Linked DNA regions of Zea mays: region 2 is linked to region 1. Evidence: chromatin contacts called from public Hi-C data. All regions are on one chromosome and are shown on one strand. Each heading gives the region's core, a stretch centred on a gene start, on an enhancer-like site or on the middle of the called end of the contact. The rest is flanking DNA. Distances are from core to core; before and after follow the strand shown.

What was found. A called contact is a pair of places that touch in the nucleus more often than the background predicts.
Region 2: a Hi-C map of leaf shows a contact between it and region 1, with 4 times the contacts expected there. The contact joins the promoter of LOC100383427 here to the promoter of LOC103636201 in region 1. A contact is called at or near these places in 2 of 25 Hi-C or Micro-C datasets (both in leaf).

The regions. Positions count from the first base shown.
Region 1 is chr8:156,672,529-156,677,919 of Zm-B73-REFERENCE-NAM-5.0, reverse strand. It overlaps LOC103636201, which reads left to right and starts at 3,401. Exons shown (of 3, transcript XM_020542459.3): 1 at 3,401-3,653; 2 at 3,977-4,183; 3 at 4,276-4,824. The coding sequence starts at 4,004. The coding sequence ends at 4,662. LOC103636202 (ABC transporter B family member 4) reads left to right here. Exons shown (of 12, transcript XM_008658553.4): 8 at 18-684; 9 at 795-1,023; 10 at 1,118-1,384; 11 at 1,558-1,821; 12 at 1,914-2,734. The coding sequence ends at 2,558.
Region 2 is chr8:156,848,759-156,854,747 of Zm-B73-REFERENCE-NAM-5.0, reverse strand. It overlaps LOC100383427 (SWAP (Suppressor-of-White-APricot)/surp domain-containing protein), which reads right to left and starts at 3,339. Exons shown (of 3, transcript NM_001176078.1): 1 at 2,757-3,339; 2 at 720-2,043. The coding sequence starts at 1,370. LOC111590039 (small nucleolar RNA snoR101) reads right to left here and starts at 36; the gene lies at 1-36.

The DNA.
Region 1 (5,391 bases), core at 2,152-4,651:
AATCTTTACACACACAGGCCCTCACGACGTATTGGTGAAGGATCCCAACGGGGCATACTCTCAGCTCATCAGGCTACAAGAAACGCGTGCTGACGAAAGGCGCAAGACAGCAGACTCTGGGTCTGGGGTCCCAGATCACTCCAGATCAAAGAGCACCAGCCTGTCGCAGTCGCTCGCCAGGCGGTCACTACTGAACAAAGACTCCTTCGGTAGCAGCAGCAGCAACAGATACTCCTTCAAGAACCCCCTAGGATTAGCGGTCGATTTACACGAGGACAGGAGTACCATAGGCGGGGAGAAAACGGAGGAGCTCTCCGACGTTGTGGTGGTACCAAAGAAAGCACCCATCGGACGGCTCTTGAAGCTCAGCGTGCCAGAAGCGCCGGTCCTTCTGCTAGGCTCCGTGGCAGCGTCGGTGCATGGCGTCGTCTTCCCGCTGTTTGGTTTGCTCATGTCGGGCATCATAAAATCGTTTTTCGAGCCGCCGGATAAGCTGCGAGAGGACAGCAGCTTCTGGGCGCTGATAGCCGTCGCTCTGGGCGTCACGTGCTTGGTCGTGGTCCCAGCGCAGTACTTCCTGTTCGCGGTCGCCGGGGGCAAGCTGATCGAGCGCATCCGTGCCCTGTCGTTCCAGAGCATCGTGCGCCAGGAGATCTCTTGGTTCGACAACGCCTCCAATTCCAGGTAGGACTAGTAGGATAAAGATTTGTTATTTGTTCATTTTCCAATGCATATATATATATATATATATATATATATATATATATATTTGTTTATCGTTCGTTTGCATGCAGTGGAGCGCTTGGTACGAGGCTCTCGGTCGACGCGCTAAACGTCCGGCGCCTAGCAGGAGACAACCTGGCCCTTATAATGCAGTCCATAGCTACACTGGTAACTGGGTTTGCCATAGCTTTCGCGGCAGACTGGAGACTTGCCCTGATCATCACGTGCGTGATTCCTCTGGTGGGTGCGCAGGGTTACGCCCAGGTGAAGTTCTTGAAGGGATTCAGCGAAGATGCTAAGGTGACGCATAATAATAGCAGCTGCAAAATATTTGCTATGATCCCTGAGCTGCCTATCATGATGGCGTGGCTTCACTTCACTAATCACTACGCAGGAGATGTACGAGGATGCAAGCCAAGTGGCGACTGATGCTGTCGGCAGTATCAGAACCGTGGCGTCGTTCTGCGCAGAGAAAAGAGTGGTCGCAGCGTACAGCGACAAGTGTGAGGCTCTGAGGAAGCAGGGCATCCGAAGCGGAGTCGTCGGAGGGCTTGGTTACGGCTTCTCGTTCTTGATGTTGTTCTTCACGTATGGCCTTTGCTTCTACGTCGGTGCGCAGTTTGTGCGCCAGGGGAAAACTACCTTTCCAGATGTTTTCAAGGTAAGATAACCAATAAAACATTCACCTTGTAAATTATTCACTTGCTGATGGCATGTTCAAATGTACTAGAGCTCTAAAGTTATTTAGAGAAATTAAAACGATCCAACTAACGGTTAGTTCTGATGTTTTCCCATTCATTGAAACTAGGCCTGACTGTCCGTATGTTTTTCCAGGTTTTCTTCGCGTTAGTTCTGGCAGCTATTGGAGTCTCGCAAGCGAGTGCGCTGGCTTCTGATGCGACCAAAGCAAGGGACTCTGCTATTTCCATCTTCAGCGTTCTGGACAGGGAGTCCAAAATTGACTCGAGCAGCGGCGACGGGATGACGCTGGAGGTTGTCAGTGGCAACATCGATTTCAGCAACGTCAGCTTCAAGTACCCACTGCGTCCTGACGTCCAGATATTCAGCGACTTCACCTTGCGCATTCCATCTGGAAAGGTACAGTTAGCCCCTGCAGCCATTTACCATCTTGTGGAATGGAAATGATTGGACGCAATGTTTCCCTTCTTTTTTCTTCTTTTTGTCTGCAGACAGTGGCGCTTGTCGGAGAGAGTGGCAGCGGCAAGTCGACGATAATCGCTTTGCTGGAGCGTTTCTACGACCCAGATTCCGGTAGAATATCCCTGGACGGCGTTGAGATCAAGAGCCTAAGAGTGAGCTGGCTAAGGGACCAGATGGGGCTGGTAGGGCAGGAGCCGGTGCTGTTCAACGACACGATCCGCGCCAACATAACGTACGGGAAGCACGGCGGCGCCACAGAGGAAGAGGTGGTGGCGGTAGCCAAGGCGGCCAACGCGCACGAGTTCATATCGGGCCTGCCCCAAGGGTACGACACCATGGTGGGCGAGAAAGGGATCCAGCTGTCCGGCGGGCAGAAACAGCGGGTGGCGATCGCCAGGGCCATAGTGAAGGACCCGAGGATACTGCTCCTCGACGAGGCGACCAGCGCCCTCGACGCCGAGTCGGAGCGCGTCGTCCAGGACGCGCTGGACCGCGTCATGGTCAGCCGGACCACCCTCGTGGTGGCGCACCGCCTCTCCACGATCAAGGGGGCCGACGTGATTGCTGTGCTCAGGGAAGGCAAGATTGTGGAGAGAGGAAGGCATGAAGCCCTCATGCGCATCAGCGGCGGAGCCTATGCTTCCCTTGTTGAGCTCCGCTCCAAGACTGAATAGCACTGGTGTATCTTTATAGAGTACAGTTTGTGCATTTATTTATACAAGTATACTGTTTTTCCGCAACCCAATTGTTCGTAACTTTTACAAGTTGAAATGAAAATTACGCGGTAGGTGAAGGGACCGTATTCAAATGCGTCACGAATAAACCATAAAAATATAAAATCGATTTTATATGAGGGGGCTGTTAATTTTATACGAGCCTGGATTGGTGCGGGTTTGCTGAGAATGGGTTCTAACCCACACCCCCACACTTACATGTAAGTGAGTAACTTTTAAGCTATGGTACATACGTAAATCTTCTTAAATATTCAATACAGCTTAATCGATTCTCAAACTAAGTCATTCCCAACCAAACATGGTAAATTTAAAAAAAAAAGATATGGAAAAAGTAAGACCGACTAGATTACTAGCCATATAAAACCGTTACAAGACCTAGAGTTTTCAGTTCCTATTGTTGAAGAACAAAGGATGGCAGTGATCTCATCCAGAGATAACAAGATGACTCTACAAGATTAGCAGTTACTAATCACCCTCTAGTCGTAATTAGCCATAATGTAAACGTGATCAAAGCCGAACGGATGCACTGGCGCGATGTCGTCCGTTTAGTATGTATATATTTATGTATTGTTAAAGGTTCTTTTTAGAGGAATATACTGGCTCTGATTTTGGGCTCAACTCCAAAAAAGTGAAGCTGATGATGTCTTGTTGAAGAATGCTTGTCGCCAGTTAGAGACGAGTTATTTGGAGCTGAGGTATCCCGAACGGCGGGCTTCGGAAGTTTGGTACCCCCAACCTTGCAATTGGAATCTTAGTATTATAATAGCCTTCCGTTTGAAAATTTGTCATCGTGGGCACTTTTATCCATCGCCGGCTGCTGTTACGTTGAAGATTTGGATTTCCCGTTCGTCAAAACGGATCGGGCTTCCTCTATTCTTCAGAACGGATCGCGAGCTCGCTCCTTTCTTCCTCTCCCTCTCTGTCTGGCTCCCCGACTGCTCCCAGCGCTCATCGAGCTCGCCAGTCTGCGGTGCTCCTCGTCGAGCTCGCGAGTCTCCTACCCGACGGTCTTGGTCCCTCTGCCCGGCGCTCCAGGTGAGTAGCAGCTCTCTCTTTCTCTGGCGCCCCTTTCTCAAGTGCTCTTCTGAAAACTACATTCTGAAAAGTTTCATCTAAAAATTACATTCTGAAAAGTTTCGTCCTCCTGTTCGCCGGCTGCTGTTACGTCCTCCTGTTCTCCAGTTTCATCTAAAAATTACATTCTGAAAAGTTTCAGTTCAGTTCAGTTTTTAGTCTCTGTTTTTAGGATTTAAGTTAAGTTTCAGTCTCAGTTCAGTTTTCAGTTTCTGTGTTCAGGTGTTTTCAGTTCATTAGCAGTTTCAGTTAAGTTCACCTTTCTCCTGGCGCCCCTTGAGCAGCTCGTCGTAGGATCCTTCGCTGCGGCCATGGATAAATCACCAAGATCAATTCGTATCGGATCTGGACCTGCTAGGGCCGACACACGCAAAGATGTCGCAGAAGCTGCAGATGGGATTAGGCGCACATGCATCGTCGACACGAGCAAAATTGATTATGGCACTAGTAGATTACGTCCGCGCCATCGATTATGTAGCACACATGATCCGGTATGTTTTTACTGTAACTAACATAATGTCTTATTATGGTAACAGTCAATACTATAATGTGATATTAAATGTCATTATTCATTTGGTTGTAGGCGCAGAGATATAATCGAGTTTGGGATGGTCTTTTAGACGCCATTAGACAGATGCAGTTATCTGCCGATGAGTTGAGGAAGTTGAGCCGCCGCAATCATGTGCCTGAGTATTATGATATGGTGCACAAGAATTGCTTGATTAATGCCATGAGTGATGTTAGTGAAATTGCAAAAGGTCTAGACACTATGAGCAGGAATTTGGAGGAAGTTCTTATTGGTCCGCAACCTCTAATTGAGGATTACGAAGCCCTTGGAATGTACGATGATTTCAAATCTGATGTTCATTGTGATTGTTATGAGCAGTGTGGTTCGGATGAAGACAACTCTTCTTTTGACTCGGATGAGATCAATGATCGCCGTTTATCACATATGAATGAGCCTATCTGACCTATTTGTCTGTGAGAGAGTTGCCTATTGGACAATAGCCATGTTTTAATTTGATGTAGTATTCTATTGGCAATGTATTTTGTGAGACTTGTAGTTCATGATGTATTTTTAGTTCAACTTGGTTTCGGCCATAATGTATCTTGAACTTATACACTTATATTGTATGAAGCTTTTGTTCAGATCTTGTTTTTAAAATCAATTTTGTGGAATTTGTTGTTCGTTCCTCTACAAAAATGAATACTGGATACTGGAGATGGGTAACTAACCTGGCATTCTGGGTCACCAAATCTTACATTGTACTGAATAAGCCTAGGCAGCCCAGACTTCTTCTCGATCATAAGCCCAGCATATAATACACCAACAAACTTGCAACCTTCGGTTGACATTCCTTTAACAGTAGGGATAATTATACTTTCCATTACAGTGCGTTTGAGCTAACTGAAAATGCTAACTGAAAATATGGCTGAACTGAAATTCTTCTATTAACAAACTCTTGCCACGCCAAGCAAGAAAATAAAAACAAAACTGGCAAGATTTAGATGCAGATTAACTTAAACAGAAATGGCTACAGTGCAATTTAATGTATATCAGTCATAATTTTGCTTCCAGAGGGTATAAGCTTAGCAAGAAGGTCCATTTTTTCATTAATAAAAAGAATGAAGAAAAGCTGACAAAGTTGAGCCCGTAGTTAAGAACATACTTATCTTGCTTTGCATGCTCACGAGGCTC
Region 2 (5,989 bases), core at 2,090-4,589, 180 kb before region 1:
TGAACTTACCTGAAGTTCAGAGATCAAGTGTAAGACATCATATGCACTTCAGAACAAAAAAAAAGAGAAGACGGCCAGCAAAAAGAATACAATAAGAATCAGGAACAGCAGTACAGCAACACTTCAGTTTTAAAGATCTCAAAATGTTAAGCAACCAGGACCCAGAAAAAAAAAGTTACTTAGCATCGCAATGCTGGTTTGCATGACTTGAATGCACATCAAGAGTACTCAAGAATGATATAAAGCAACTAAGCCTATTAGAAATCATAATTGTAACAATAAGGCAACTACTTAAGAAAATAAAAGAAGCTTGATGAATGAAGAACATAGGGCCATCATTTCTCCAATTACAATATTTCCATCAATTAGGTGAACATCTTTAGTAGTAGAAAGGTCAATCAGGTTTGAATATAAATAATGAAATAATTTTACAATAAACAAATGCAAGGTGTGCACACCTGACAAATATTAAGTAAATAGAAGGATCACTATCACAAGATGAGAATGAACGCATGGAACATTTGTTGCAGGACAGCATTTTGAGAAACTAATTTTCTTTTGGCTTCTCCGAAATAGAAAAAAGGCACAATAAACTTCTTTTGGCATCTTTGAAATATTAACAAAGACAATAAATTTATTTTGACCTCTACAACAAAATAATAGAAAGGGGGTTGTAACACAAATCTTCCAAGTTTAAAGCATCAAGTGAGTCAAATTACCTCTTCAGTTTCCTGGAGAAACTTTAGATAATATGAGTGGTATGGATTAGAAGACAGAAGAAATGGAAACCTCCCAGTTGTTCTGTCTTGCTCAATCAGTTTTTTCTCGAACTCCTTCCCATTTGTCAGAATGAACTCAATTATTTTCTCCATTGTGCGTTTCATGAAAGATGGTGGTTCAAGGATCATTTCTTTTATTTCTGATAAGCCTGAATTGGTATGTGATTTGGAAGTACTTGATGCTATAATTGCGTCATTAACCTTTTCATGCTGAACAGCAACCATGCTGTTGCCAGTAAGAATCTGATTCTTCTTCATCAATATTGTTTTTCTTTTAACTGCAGGAGGAGCATTCTGATTTTTGCCTATTTCTTTTTTGTCAGGCATAATTGATGCAGATTTTACATGGCCCTGCACATCAAGAGTCATGCTATTTTCAGGATTCATGCCTTCCGAACTACGCGGGAGTGTGCCTTCATTCTCGTCTCCTGAGTCATATGTGGTCCCAAGCAATGATAAAGCCCCGCCAGATGAAGCATGCTCATTCTCAGTATTGCCTTTATTCGTGCCAACAGCATCAGCACCATCCTTCAGCAGTTGAGGATGATCAACAAGGTAGCGGAAGTAGCTGTGGAGATGATGATCAGGCATCAAGAATCCAAATGTTGGATTATCTCCTTGTTTCACCCTCAATACAATCTCTGATTGTCCCCCATGCTCGCTGACAAATAAGGCTGTCCTTGCAATTATCTGATGCACCTTCTCAGAAGGAGGCTGTAAATTTAAAACATGGGAGCAAAAAAATGTCTCAGCAATGGCTAGAGAGCACACAAACACAAATTATGTCAAACTGAATGAATTACTATATAAGAAAACTGGTATATCGTAAGACAGCCATCCCATCATTTTTGTTATAGGTAGCACTTGAATCATTCTAATCCCACCTGCCTATATTCCTTACGTCAAGATACATTGCAAGGAAACAATGTGCATCACTAGTAGGAACTTCATCTCTGCTCCAACCATCTGAAACAGGCATTTAATCCTTAGAAGAACATATGCACCTTGAACAGTTATTGCTGGATCAACTGAAGAATATTAATAACAGGGTAGAAGAAATAAATTTCTAACATATCTGGAGAGAAAATAGTTAAAAGTGAGAGTTCAAAGCTTACACTAACCAGCTTATTCAACAAGCTTTCTGGCACATAAAATGATGGGCGATAGCACAAGTTCGAAGAATTTGGTTCATCTGAACCAGCGGGATATCCATACGAGAAAGGAACAACATTATAATCAGTCTGTCCAGTATCTGACCCATTTCCTAGATAAGCAAAAAAATGTCAGCTAAAGGATTGTTATATAGTAAATAACAGAAATAGGAGTAGGGAAGAAAAATGCAGGCACAAATTCCATCTGCCGAGCAACAGAAGAAAGTCCCTTACTTGAAATGATTAAAGATGCTCATGAACTAGTCAAAGCATCCTTCCTGCAAACTTAAAAGTATACAATGGAAAAAAATATGTACAATGAACACTGCTAAATTTAAACATGTGGCAGTGATACTGTTATTTGGATACGATTGGATATTCTATGAACCTTGTTTGTTTGCAAGAAACAAACAGTTACTACAACGTTAGTCTGCTGCTAACCAAAAAAATCAAACAGCAGAGAAGAGATCAGTACGTGTGAGGTCATATACAAGGGAGTAATATCTGAAAAATTCCTTATACAGTTTGGCTCAACAGGGCTGCGACCATACCACTGAAATCCCAACCAATTAATAGACTTATTTTGAATTTGTACTTGATGCTTCATTGAAATGAGTCTGAATAATGTAGGATTATGACTCCTTAAAACATGGTCAAACATATAAGAGGGCAAAGTCAGCAGAGGTACATCAAAATGTAGAACGGAACAAACTAAACTTGAGCTCAAGTATATCCACAAAGGATAAGGCAGAAGCTGACAGTTACAGATACGAGAGGCGAGAAGAGAGGAGAAGAGAGGCGGCGCGAAAGGAAGATTCATTTATACCTGAAGGAGCCGCATCCCCAGAACCCTCGTATTCGCCGTCGCCAGCCGGGAGGTCAAGGTAGCGCTCGCGATCGAGCTCGGTCTCAGAGACGCCGTCAGGGGAGGGCGCGGAGAGGAGGGCCATCGAGTAGGCGCGGTGCGGGCGAGGGGGCACGCGGTCAAGGAGGTGGCGGACGTCGTGGCGGTCGAGGAGGAGGTCTGCCGCGCCGACGGCCGCCCAGGGGACAAGGGAGACGCCGGAGTTGACGAGCTCCGCCGTCGCGTCGTCGTCGAACAGTAAGGCATGCCGCCCAACGATCTCCAGATCCATGGCTGAACCGTTGAGGTAGCACAAGTAGGTTGTCCCGGCCTCGGCCTTTTTACTCCGCGAGAAAGCGGCGAGCTCGGGAACCTGGAGCTCGGCGGAGCGCTTCTAGGGTTTCGATTGGAATGACCCGACTGAGATTTGGGGCGGCTGCCGGTGTTAGTACGCTTATTTTGGACTTAAAAAGTCCATTTCACCCACATCAACTATCGTATGTGGGTCAGGGTAAACCGCGCCTGAGCCTACGAGTGCAGGTCGCTGTTCGGCTCGACGAACTTGTCAAGGCCTTCTCTGGAAATTTGTACGTACGTCTGCCCTGAGAACTTGTGGGATCTTCAGAGCTGCCGCCAGCAGCCAGGGAAATCCCTGTGAAAGTACATCCGGTGGTTTTTAAAGCAGTGGACCGAGTTGCCCAACATCACCGACTCGGATGTCATCGGAGCCTTCCTCGCCGGCACCACATGCCGGGACCTGGTGAGCAAACTAGGGCGTAAGACACCCACCAAGGCGAGCAAATTGATGGACATAGCCACCAAGTTCGCTTCTGGTCAGGAGGCGGTCGAAGCCATCTTCCGGAAGGACAAGCAGCCTCAGGGAAGACAGAAGGAAGACGCCTCCGAGGCGTCCGTCCAGCGTGGCACGAAGAAGAAGACCAGGAAGAAGGCGCAAGCGAAACGCGACGCCATTAACGCGGATCTCGTCGCTGCTGCCGAGCACAGGAATCCTCAGAAGCCTGCCGGAGGGGCCAACATGTTCAACAAGATGCTCAAGGAGTCGTGCCCTTATCACAGGGGTCCCGTCAAGCACACCCTTGAAGAGTGCGACATGTTCCGGCGTTACTTCAATAAGGCAGGACCCTCGGCAGAAGGTGGCAAGGACCAAGGCAACAACAAGAAAGGGGTGACAAGGAAGAGGAGTTCCCGGAGGTCCACAACTGTTTCATGATCTACGGCGGACAAGTAGTGAGTGTCTCGGCTCAGCACCGCAAGCAAGAACGCCGGGAGGTCTGCTCGGTGAAGGTAGCAACGCCAGTCTATTTAGACTAGTCCGATAAACCCATTACCTTCGACCAAGGCGACCACTCCGACTGCGTATCGAGCCCAGGAAGATACCCCTTGTCGTCAACCCCGTCATCGGCAACGCTAGGCTCACCAAGGTCCTCATGGACGGAGGCAGCAGCCTCAACATCATCTACGCCGAGACCCTAGGGCTCTTGGGGGTCGATCTGACCGCGATCCGGGCCGGTGCGACACCTTTTCACGGGATTGTCCCCGGTAAGCGCGTCCTGCCCCTTGGTCAACTTGATTTGCCCGTCTGCTTCGGAACTCCCTCCAACTTCCGAAAGGAAACCCTCACTTTCGAGGTAGTTGGATTCCGAGGGACCTATCACGTGGTGTTGGGAAGGTCGTGCTACGACAAGTTCATGGCCGTCCCCAACTACACGTACCTCAAGCTCAAGATGTCAGGCCCCAAGGGAACCATCACCGTCGGATCCACATACCGCCACGCTTACAAGTGCGACGTGGAATGTGTGGAGTACGCCGAGGCCAGTGCCGAGTCTGAAGCCCTCATCGCCGACCTGGATTGCCTCTCCAAAGAGGCGCCCGACGCGAAGCGGCACGCCGGCAACTTCGAACCAGCTGAGGCGGTTAAGTCCGTCTCTCTCGACCCCAGCAATGACGCCGGCAAGAAAGTCAGGGTTGGCTCCGAGCTCGACCCCAAATAGGAAGCAGTGCTCGTCGACTTTCTTCGCGCAAACGCCGAAGTTTTTGCGTGGAGTCACTCGGACATGCCAGGCATACCGAGGTATGTCGCCGAGCACTCACTCGACATCCGAGCCGGTGCCCGACACGTGAAACAGCACCTGCGCCGTTTTGATGAAGAAAAGCGCAGGGCCATAGGCGAGGAGGTCCACAAGCTAATGGCTGCAGGGTTCATCAAAGAGGTATTCCATCCCGAATGGTTAGCTAACCCTGTGCTTGTAAAGAAAAAAGGTGGGAAATGGAGGATGTGCGTAGACTACACTAGGTTAAATAAAGCATGTCCAAAGGTTCCCTACCCTCTGCCTCGCATCGATCAAATTGTGGACTCCACTGTTGGGTGCAAAACCCTGTCTTTCCTCGATGCCTATTTAGGCTATCACCAAATCAAGATGAAAGAATCCGACCAGCTCGCGACTTCTTTTATCACGCCTTTTGGCATGTATTGTTATACTACTATGCCATTTGGCTTGAGGAATGCAGGTGCAACATACCAAAGGTGCATGAACCATGTGTTCGGAGAACACATCGGCAGAACGGTCGAGGCTTACGTCGATGACATCATTGTCAAAACAAGGATAGCCTCCGACCTCCTCTCTGACCTTGAGATAACATTCAGGTGTCTAAGGGCGAAGGGCGTAAAACTCAATCCCGAGAAGTGTGTCTTCGGAGTCCCCCGAGGCATGCTCCTAGGGTTCATCGTCTCCGAACGAGGCATCGAGGCTAACCCGGAGAAAATCGTGGCCATCACCAACATGGGACCCATCAAAGATTTAAAAGGAGTACAAAGGGTCATGGGATGCCTTGCGGCTCTAAGCCGCTTCATCTCGCGCCTTGGCGAGAAAGGATTGCCCTTGTACCGCCTCTTAAGGAAGACTGAGCGCTTCACTTGGACTCCCGAGGCCGAAGAAGCCCTCGGAAACCTTAAAGCACTCCTTATTAATGCGCCCATCTTGGTGCCCCGCTGTGGGAGAAGCCCTCTTGATTTACGTAGTCGCAACCACTCAAGTGGTCAATGTCGCGGTCGTAGTCGAGAAACGAGAAGAGGGGCATGCACTGCTCATCCAGAGGCCGGTCTACTTCATCAGCGAGGTGCTATCCGAGACCAAAATCCGCTACCCGCAAATCCAGAAGCTACTGTACGCGGTGATTCTGACACGACGAAAGTT